2 separate regions of the Mus musculus genome follow, and region 2 is linked to region 1. Evidence: chromatin contacts called from public promoter capture Hi-C data. All regions are on one chromosome and are shown on one strand. The core of a region is the stretch at or near the end of the contact, and the rest is flanking DNA. Distances in the headings are between cores, read along the strand shown.

Region 1 (3,883 bases), core at 1,019-3,518:
ACTACAATTCTGACCCAGCTGGCCCATGGGTAACCCTTCTTTTTCCCAGACAGAATCTCTATCTTTTGCATCCTTGCCTGTGGTAATTCTGGGAATCCTCCTCACTCTCTTACCAGTAAGAAAGCAGCCAGTGCAGAGGACTTCCAGTGACTATGCCATCCTGGCAAAGAGGTGCCCCAAAAGGGAACCACTCTGGTGTAACAGAGCTTCCCAACTTTCAACTATACCCACCTCACATGCTGATTTCCAGATGATCTGATGGATTCAGAAGTGAAAGAAAAGAAAGAAACGTTCTGGCTGGGTGTGATGGTGCATTTATGTAGTCCCAGCACTTTTGGCGGGGGTGGGGGGGTGGGGTGGGGAGATCATAGTCACCCTCAGGCACAGAGTAACCCCAGGTAGTGATGTTGCCATTTCACCATTTCAAGGACCATGGTGCTTTGAATAGCAAAGCCATAGTGTCCCTGTGCTAGAGAGGGGTCGAGACGCCATCACTTGGTTTCTGGGAATTGAACTCAGGACCTCTGCTTGCTCCTCTTGCTGGCCCCGTTTGCTCCAGCCCAAAGAGTTATTTATTACTATAAGGAAGTACACTGTAGCTGTCTTTAGACACACCAGAAGAGGGCATCAGAGCTTATGTGGTTGCTGGGATTTGAACTCAGGACCTTCAGAGGAGCAGTCAGTGCTCTTACCGGTTGAGCCATCTCTCCAGCCCTCTTTGGCACCTCTTAACTTCCATACAAGTGTCCATTTTTATGTAGCCAGTGAACATATACATAGTATCTATTATGTATAAACCCTATGCTAACTTGTTGCAAGAACATTAGTATTTCTGAGGTGCGCTCCCTGACTTAGTTAGGCTCCAAGGATTGATGACCTGGTCTACTCTATTACCTACCCTTTCCTTCATTCGCTCATTTTTAAATTTTATTTTACATTGATTTATTTTGTGTGTGCATGCAGATGTATGCTACCGAGTAAGCTCTCTTCTTCCACCAGGTGGGTCCTAGGAAGACCATCAAACTTGGTAGCAAGTGCCTTTATCCACTGAGCTTTTTCCAGACCTCTCACTCAACATTTGCTGAGGTCCCCCCCCCCCCCACTTTTTTTTTTTACAGGACCTTTCAGGAGTTGGAGGTGCAGAAGTGAAAGAAATGAAATAAACTTTCTTTCTGGCTGGGTGTGATGGTGTGTGTATGTAATCTCAGCACTTGGCAAGAGGATGGGGAGTCACCCTCAGGCACAGAACAAGTGGAGTTTGAAGACAACCTGAGCCCAAAAGGAACAGAGACCTCAGTCCCTTCTTCCTCCTTTCATCCTTGACCACCAGATGAGCAGTTTTGCTTTACCATACATTCCCTCTTGGGACCCAAATAAATTAATAATTTAAAAAGTGAAATGTTTCTAATAGGCTCTACCATTCATTACTAACCTCAAATAAACTGAGTATGGAAAAGATTCTGACAGAAGGGGGGATGACTAATTAGTTAACTAAGTCCTTTTATATTCTTTTTTCCTTTCTGGAAAGAATCAATAGAAAATCACTGGGTAGAGTCAAAGAAAGTGTAACCTTCCAACCAAAGAGTTGTGACAGCTAGAAGCAAAGTATAATTTGTGTGTATGTGTGACAGTTCTCACTTGAACTTGCCTCAAATTCATGGCAGCCCTGCTCTTAAATGCTGGGATTACAAGTGTAAGGCTGCAACACGGTTTCTGACAGGCTCTTTTAGCTGAAAAGGCAGTATCAAGGCCGTTGGGGAAATTGAATACTACAAGATTACATGGTTGAATCACTGTTAGCTCTCTTATTTGGGTGGCTGCATTGAAATTACTCAGGGAGAAACCCTACATTAGTCAGTTTTTTTCTATTACCTTAACAAAATATGTGAGACAAAGCTGGTGGTCTAATCTCCGTGAATTTGAGGCCATTATGTTTCACAGAATGAGTTCCAGACCAACCAGGATTACACACATGGTGATAGCCGGCCTTAAACGACAATAACAACACAAAATGAAGACAGCTCATAAAGAGGAACGGTTTCTTTTATTTTGGTTCACAGTTCTGGAGATTTTGGTGTGACTGGTCCCACAGCTTAGAGCCTGCGGTGAGCAATACAACACAAAAGTGAAGCTGCTCTCCTGGAGGTCCGAGACGAAAGGGGAGTTACTGCATCCTCCTGCAAGGGGGAGGGTGTGATCCTCAAGGGAAAGAACCAAAGAGTGGGCGGGGACGCGATCCAGTGAGGGGCGTGGCCTTACTGCTGGTGTACCCTGGGCGGGGCCTAGAATGTCACTTCCGGTTTTTGAGTCCGCGTGTGAACCGGCGAGCTCATGGCTACTCTGGAGTCTCCTGGGATGGATGACCAGGCTGGAGACACGGAGACAGAGGCGCTACAGAGTGCAAGGTGGCTGTACTGTGGAGAGCCCGACGACAGGCAGAAAGCTGTGCTGGGTAAAGACCGCCGACCCGGAGCGGAGTTCCGCGTAATCCTTTCCGCTTCTGTCTGGGTACCACGGTAGCCCACTGCCTGCAGCCGGGACAGGTTCCCTGCCACCATCACCTTTTCCCTCCGCATTCATCTATCGTCACCACTTCGGACTCGTCTCAGGGCAGTGCCCAGGGACCTGACATCTCCACAGCTCTCTCATTTGCCCTTTTCCCCCCTCTACGGAGCAGAGTTTCCTCTCTTGCCAGTTAATGGCATTTCCTCAGTCGTTCTCTTTTGTCACAACCCCTGCCCAGAGGTCACTTCCCCTCCCCTCCTCCATCTCCCTCTTTAGAACTGGACCAGGGCTTTCTTCATACCCCCCCGCCCCCCGAAAGTCGGACTTAAGCTCCCTTGCCTTCACTACCGGCGTCCAGCCACAGTGCAGGTCTCCCCATCCATACCCTGCTGGTCCTCGCCTCTTATTCTTGGCTTACACTCTTACAGTCCAGTTCTCCAATGGGAAGCTGCAGAATCCGGGCGACATGCGCTTCACCTTGTACAACAGCACCGACTTAGTAAACCCCAGGCAGAGGAGTCACCGGATCGTGGTAAGTGCTTGCTGGTACAGATGGTCTGGGCTCTGCAGACCTCAAAAGGTTCTTGGTGTGGGCAGACATGGGAGACCTGGCCTGGGGGGGAGGAAAGGAGGAGTAGCAAATGAGACTCTGGCCCCACTGAGGAGCAAGATTTTGGGCTTTTCACTTATATGGGCTTTATCTTTCCAGACAGGGTTTCTTCCTGTAGCCCTGGCTATCCTGGAAATTACTATATAGACCTGGCTGGCTTTGAACTCAGAGAATCACCACCTGTCTCTGACTCCGTAGTGCTGGGATTAAAGGTGTGCAGCACCACCCACCCCTGGCTTCATAAGTTGTCCCCCTACATGACCTTATTGAACGTTCACCATGTCCTCATGCCGCAGGCTAAGGAAGCATCTTCATGGGATTTGCACCTCTTAGGGAGGTCACTGTTCAGAGCTCAGCTTCAACCCTATTTTATGTGTATGGGTGTTGTTCATTTTTGTCTATGTACAATGTGTGTGTAGCTAGTGGAAGCCAGAAGTGGGCATTGGATCCCCTAGAACTGGGGTTACAGATGCTTGTGAATCAAATGTGACCCCAGAGTGATGGTTTTTTTGTTTGTTTGTTTGCTTGTTTTTTCAAAGGTTTCTTTGTACAGCTCGGGTTGGCCTTGAACTTAGAGATCTACCTGTCTCTGCCTCCTGAGTGCAGGGATCTGGGATTAAAGGCCTGTGCCACCACCACCCAGCTCCACAGGATGCTTACTAGCATCTCTGGTCTCTCCCGGGTAGATGCCAGGGTTAAGACCGGTCTGCTTTCCAGAGACTCAAATTCACCAAGTAGTACAGGCATACAGTAGAGCTAGCTTGGGGT
Region 2 (3,883 bases), core at 483-2,982, 2.0 Mb after region 1:
GGAGACAGCTACAGAGGTATCTGCGGACAAGGGTGAGGGGATGGAGAGGAAGACGGAGGGGGGTGCATTCTGGGGATATCACAAGCCATTGAGGGGGTACCTAGGCAGGAGAAGGCTCACCTGGAGGAAGAGTAGATACTGCCCCTAAGGGGAAAGGGACCTAGGAAAAAGGTTTTACGGTCACCTCTGCTGCCCTGGCATTCTCCACCGGTACAACCTGCTATGTGACTGAAAGCTATGCTCACTCTCAGGACTCTCCCTCTAGGGCTAGAGAGATGGCTCAGCAGTTAAGAGTACCTGCTGCTCTCAAAAAGATGCCAGGTTTGGTTTCTACCATCTGTGTCTGTACCTCCAGTTCCAGGATACCCATCGCCCTCTTCTGGCTTCCCTCAGACACCAGGCACACATGTGGTGCACATATACACAGGCGCTCATACACATAAAATAAAAACAAATCTAAAAACAAAACAAGCATTGTCTCTTTTCTTGTTTTTTTACAGCTCAGTATATTTATACGAGTCAGAAATCTAGAGATGGATTTTGCTGCCTCTCCCAACCCCTTCGCAGGGTCACACAACCACGAGGATCAACTTCAGGTTTATCCAGGCCACTAATTGTCTCTTCCTTGGCTGCTGTCTTCCTAGCCAGCCTTCCTGACTCTGGCCCATCTCTCTGCCTATTCTCACAGGTGCTGAATGTAACTTACCCGAAACAAAAGTCTGTTCCGGTCACAGTGCCCTGTGCCTTCCACACTCCTGATCATCCTTAGATTGTGGGTTTCTGTTCAGCCCCAATCTGGCACCTACTTTCTTCCTCCAATGGTGGGCTTGTCTCCAGCCCCCTCTGGGTCGCAGCATCCTCCCAGTTGTCTGACCACCTTTCATCACTATGTGTCTGCAGTGTGCTTGTTCTCCCTCGCTTCCTCGTTTTCCGGTCCTGGATAACTCTTACAAATCCTCGAGTCTTAACACCTCATTTCCACTAAAAATCGCCTCTATTCCTCCAACTGGGTCAGCTACTACTGTCAGACCTTCCAGATCAAGAATGCTACTTTATTTACCCACCCACCCCACTCATATCCCCAAAATAGGGACTTAATTGGATCCCAGTTATCTATTCGGTCAACCCCCAAAGCCAGGGTGAGTAGACAGATTCTTAGGAGACCCTTGATGCAAAACGGAATGAATGAACGTCTAGAAGATGCACTCCGCAGCCTCCACACTGTTCAGAAGCCAAAGTTTCTAACATCCCTAATCTTGTGTTTCTGAAACCGCCCTTTTATTTCCATCATACAGATGACCAAAAGGCAAAGCTCCAAGTCTGCCATTCGCACTCTCACGAGTCCCGGACTCTCTCCTTCCCGGTCCCCGCTCACCTGGCCGCCTGCATGAGCGCGCTCCAGCCGTAGTGGTTGCGGCTGTTGACCGAGGCTCCGCGGCGCAGCAGGAACCTTACGAGTGGCTCGTGGCCACCGGCCGCCGCCAGCTGCAGCGCCGAGTTGCCCGCCTCATCGGAACAGTCCACCGGCACCGGCGCCCCGGCCTCCGCTGCCCGGACCGCCTCGGGCCCTGCCGGCTCCGCTCCCGCCTCGGGCCCCGCGACCGGGTCCGCGCCTGGCTCCAGCAGGCGCCGCGCCGTGTCGGTGTCACCCTGCTCGCAGGCGCGGAGCAGCAGCTGCAGGCCGGGGGCCAGCGCGCCCTCGCCCATCGCTGACCGCCCGCTCCGCGCCGCCGCCCGCTCCCACCCCGGGGCCGCGCGCGTGCCCGCCGTCCGCAGGCCCGCCCCCTGGGTGCGCGCGCGCCTCCGGGGTCGCGCCTGATGGGTACGCGCGCGCAGGGCCCGCCTCCCGCCTTGGAGGGTGGGCCTGTGACTGTGCGGTCACTCTTCAGTCTTCCTGTTCGTTCCTACTGAATCCGACCTCTGGGCCTAGCTTAGAACTCATCTCGCATCTCTACCGACCCCAGACCGGCCCGCATTTCACTAGCGCTCCCTAAACAGTCGCAGGCTGAATCGGGACGAATGGGTCAGCCCCGTCGTTTGCCGGAGCAGCCCTGCAGTGCTGAGTTCTTCATCTGTGTCAAGCTACCCGCCCATCTATCTCTTGTTTTTGACAGGGGGGGGGGGGGGTCACCACTACCGCAGTAACTTACATGTTACAGATAGAGATTTTTCTAGCCACACCCCAGACCCACTGTCGGAAACTCAGTGTGGGACCAGCAACTGTTCTGGTCCCAAGCCCTCCTGTATATCACACAAACAGTAGGAACCACCGACTGGTCCCCAGGGCAGTCCTTGTAGCCACCCTAGAGTTTCAGATGATTATTCCAATCTACAGTAGACGAGTGACCGGGAAGGTTGTATGTTGCTATAGTCTGCACAGATCTGCAGGCGCTGCTGTGGCTAGGACTCAGGTCTTCTGACATCAAGTTCATCTCTCTTTCCGGACTCAACAAGTATGTATTGGATGCCTGTTAGTGCCAGGCACAGCTCTTCGTGCCGCGAACGTTTGCAAGATAGCATCTCTGCCTTCTAGGATCTGACCCACCCATACAGGCTATAAAGATATGCTGTGGTAATAAACTTGGCTGCTGAATGGTAGTTGAGTGCTGTTGACACAGTAAACGGAACATGAATCCAAGCAAAATCGGGTAGAAGGTGGAGCATTGTTTCATAATTGAGCCAACAAGAGAATTACTGAAAATATAACACTTGCAAAAACCTTAAGGAAGAGAGTAAGCCATGAGGACATTTTGGGGAAAAGAAGCTAATTAAGCAGAAAGCAAGACGCAGTTCACAGCATATGTGTCCTTACAGCATGGACACTTCCATAGGAAGAGACAACTGGTTTCCCTAGATGGTTAGTAGTGCCCGCCCAAACCCAGCAAGAAGCCAGACATACAAGGCAAGGCTGTTACATGTCCCAACAGTGTGTCATGATAACAGCGTAACTGTTAGGTCTGAGGACAGTTATTGAAAGTGTCCCCTGACTTCCACATTTGTTGTATGGCATGCACAGGCACACACACAATAAATAAATATGTCAGCTATGGTGGTGCATGCCTTTAATTACAGCATTGGGAAGCAGAGGCAGACAGGTCTCTATGAATTTGAGGCCAGCGTGGTCTGCATAGTGAGCTCTGGGCCAGCCAAGGCTATATAGTGAGTCCTTTTCTCAAAAACAAAACAGAATAACAACAACAACAATAATAAATATAATTTAAAATAAACAAATAAAGTGGAAAGCTGTGTAGGAAGATATTCGACATTGACCTCTGGCTATCACATACCCACATGTGGTATATGCCCATAATTATAGCACATAGTACATAAACAGCGTGCACACACACACACACACACACACACATATATGAGCAAAAGAAAAACTCCAACTCATAGCTGTATGTGGTTGCACATGGGTATAATTTCAGTCCTGGAGTGACAGAGGAAGAAGAATGGTAAATTCAAAGTCATCAATAGCTGTATAGAAGGTTTGTGGCCACATAAAACAAACAAGCAAACAAACGAATAGAAGAAGAGGCCTCCTAGTGACCTACTTCTTCCAACTAAGGTTTATCTAAGGGTCTGCAGCATCCTTCAATACACTGGGAAACCTATATTCAAAACAGAAGGCTGTAGGGGACATCCCTGATAAAACCGGGGAATAGTGACACACATGTGTATGAATGCCTCAGATACCTCGACCCACTGGCTAACAAATCCCTGCACACTGCCTTCTAAGCTTTTCCTCCAGGAGTCTTCCTGCCTGATTCAGTTCCTGGAGGGTGAGGGGTTAGTACATGGTCCAGCCACACTAAGTGGCTTAGACTGAAGTGCTTACTGAAGCAAGAGAGGCAAGCCCCTCACAAGGTTTTCAGTTGTCACA

The links. Promoter capture Hi-C pulls out the DNA fragments that hold promoters and counts their contacts.
Region 2: a promoter capture Hi-C map of hippocampal neurons shows a contact between it and region 1, with 2.6 times the contacts expected there. The contact joins the promoter of Anks6 here to the promoter of Polr1e in region 1. A contact is called at or near these places in 1 of 39 promoter capture datasets (hippocampal neurons) and 1 of 115 datasets of contacts at active chromatin or transcription factors (stem cell-derived neural progenitor cells).

The regions. Positions count from the first base shown.
Region 1 is chr4:45,016,341-45,020,223 of GRCm38.p6, forward strand. It overlaps Polr1e (polymerase (RNA) I polypeptide E), which reads left to right and starts at 2,269. Exons shown (of 12, transcript NM_022811.3): 1 at 2,269-2,452; 2 at 2,934-3,037. The coding sequence starts at 2,332.
Region 2 is chr4:47,055,574-47,059,456 of GRCm38.p6, forward strand. It overlaps Anks6 (ankyrin repeat and sterile alpha motif domain containing 6), which reads right to left and starts at 1,733. Exons shown (of 16, transcript NM_001356426.1): 1 at 1,376-1,733. The coding sequence starts at 1,707.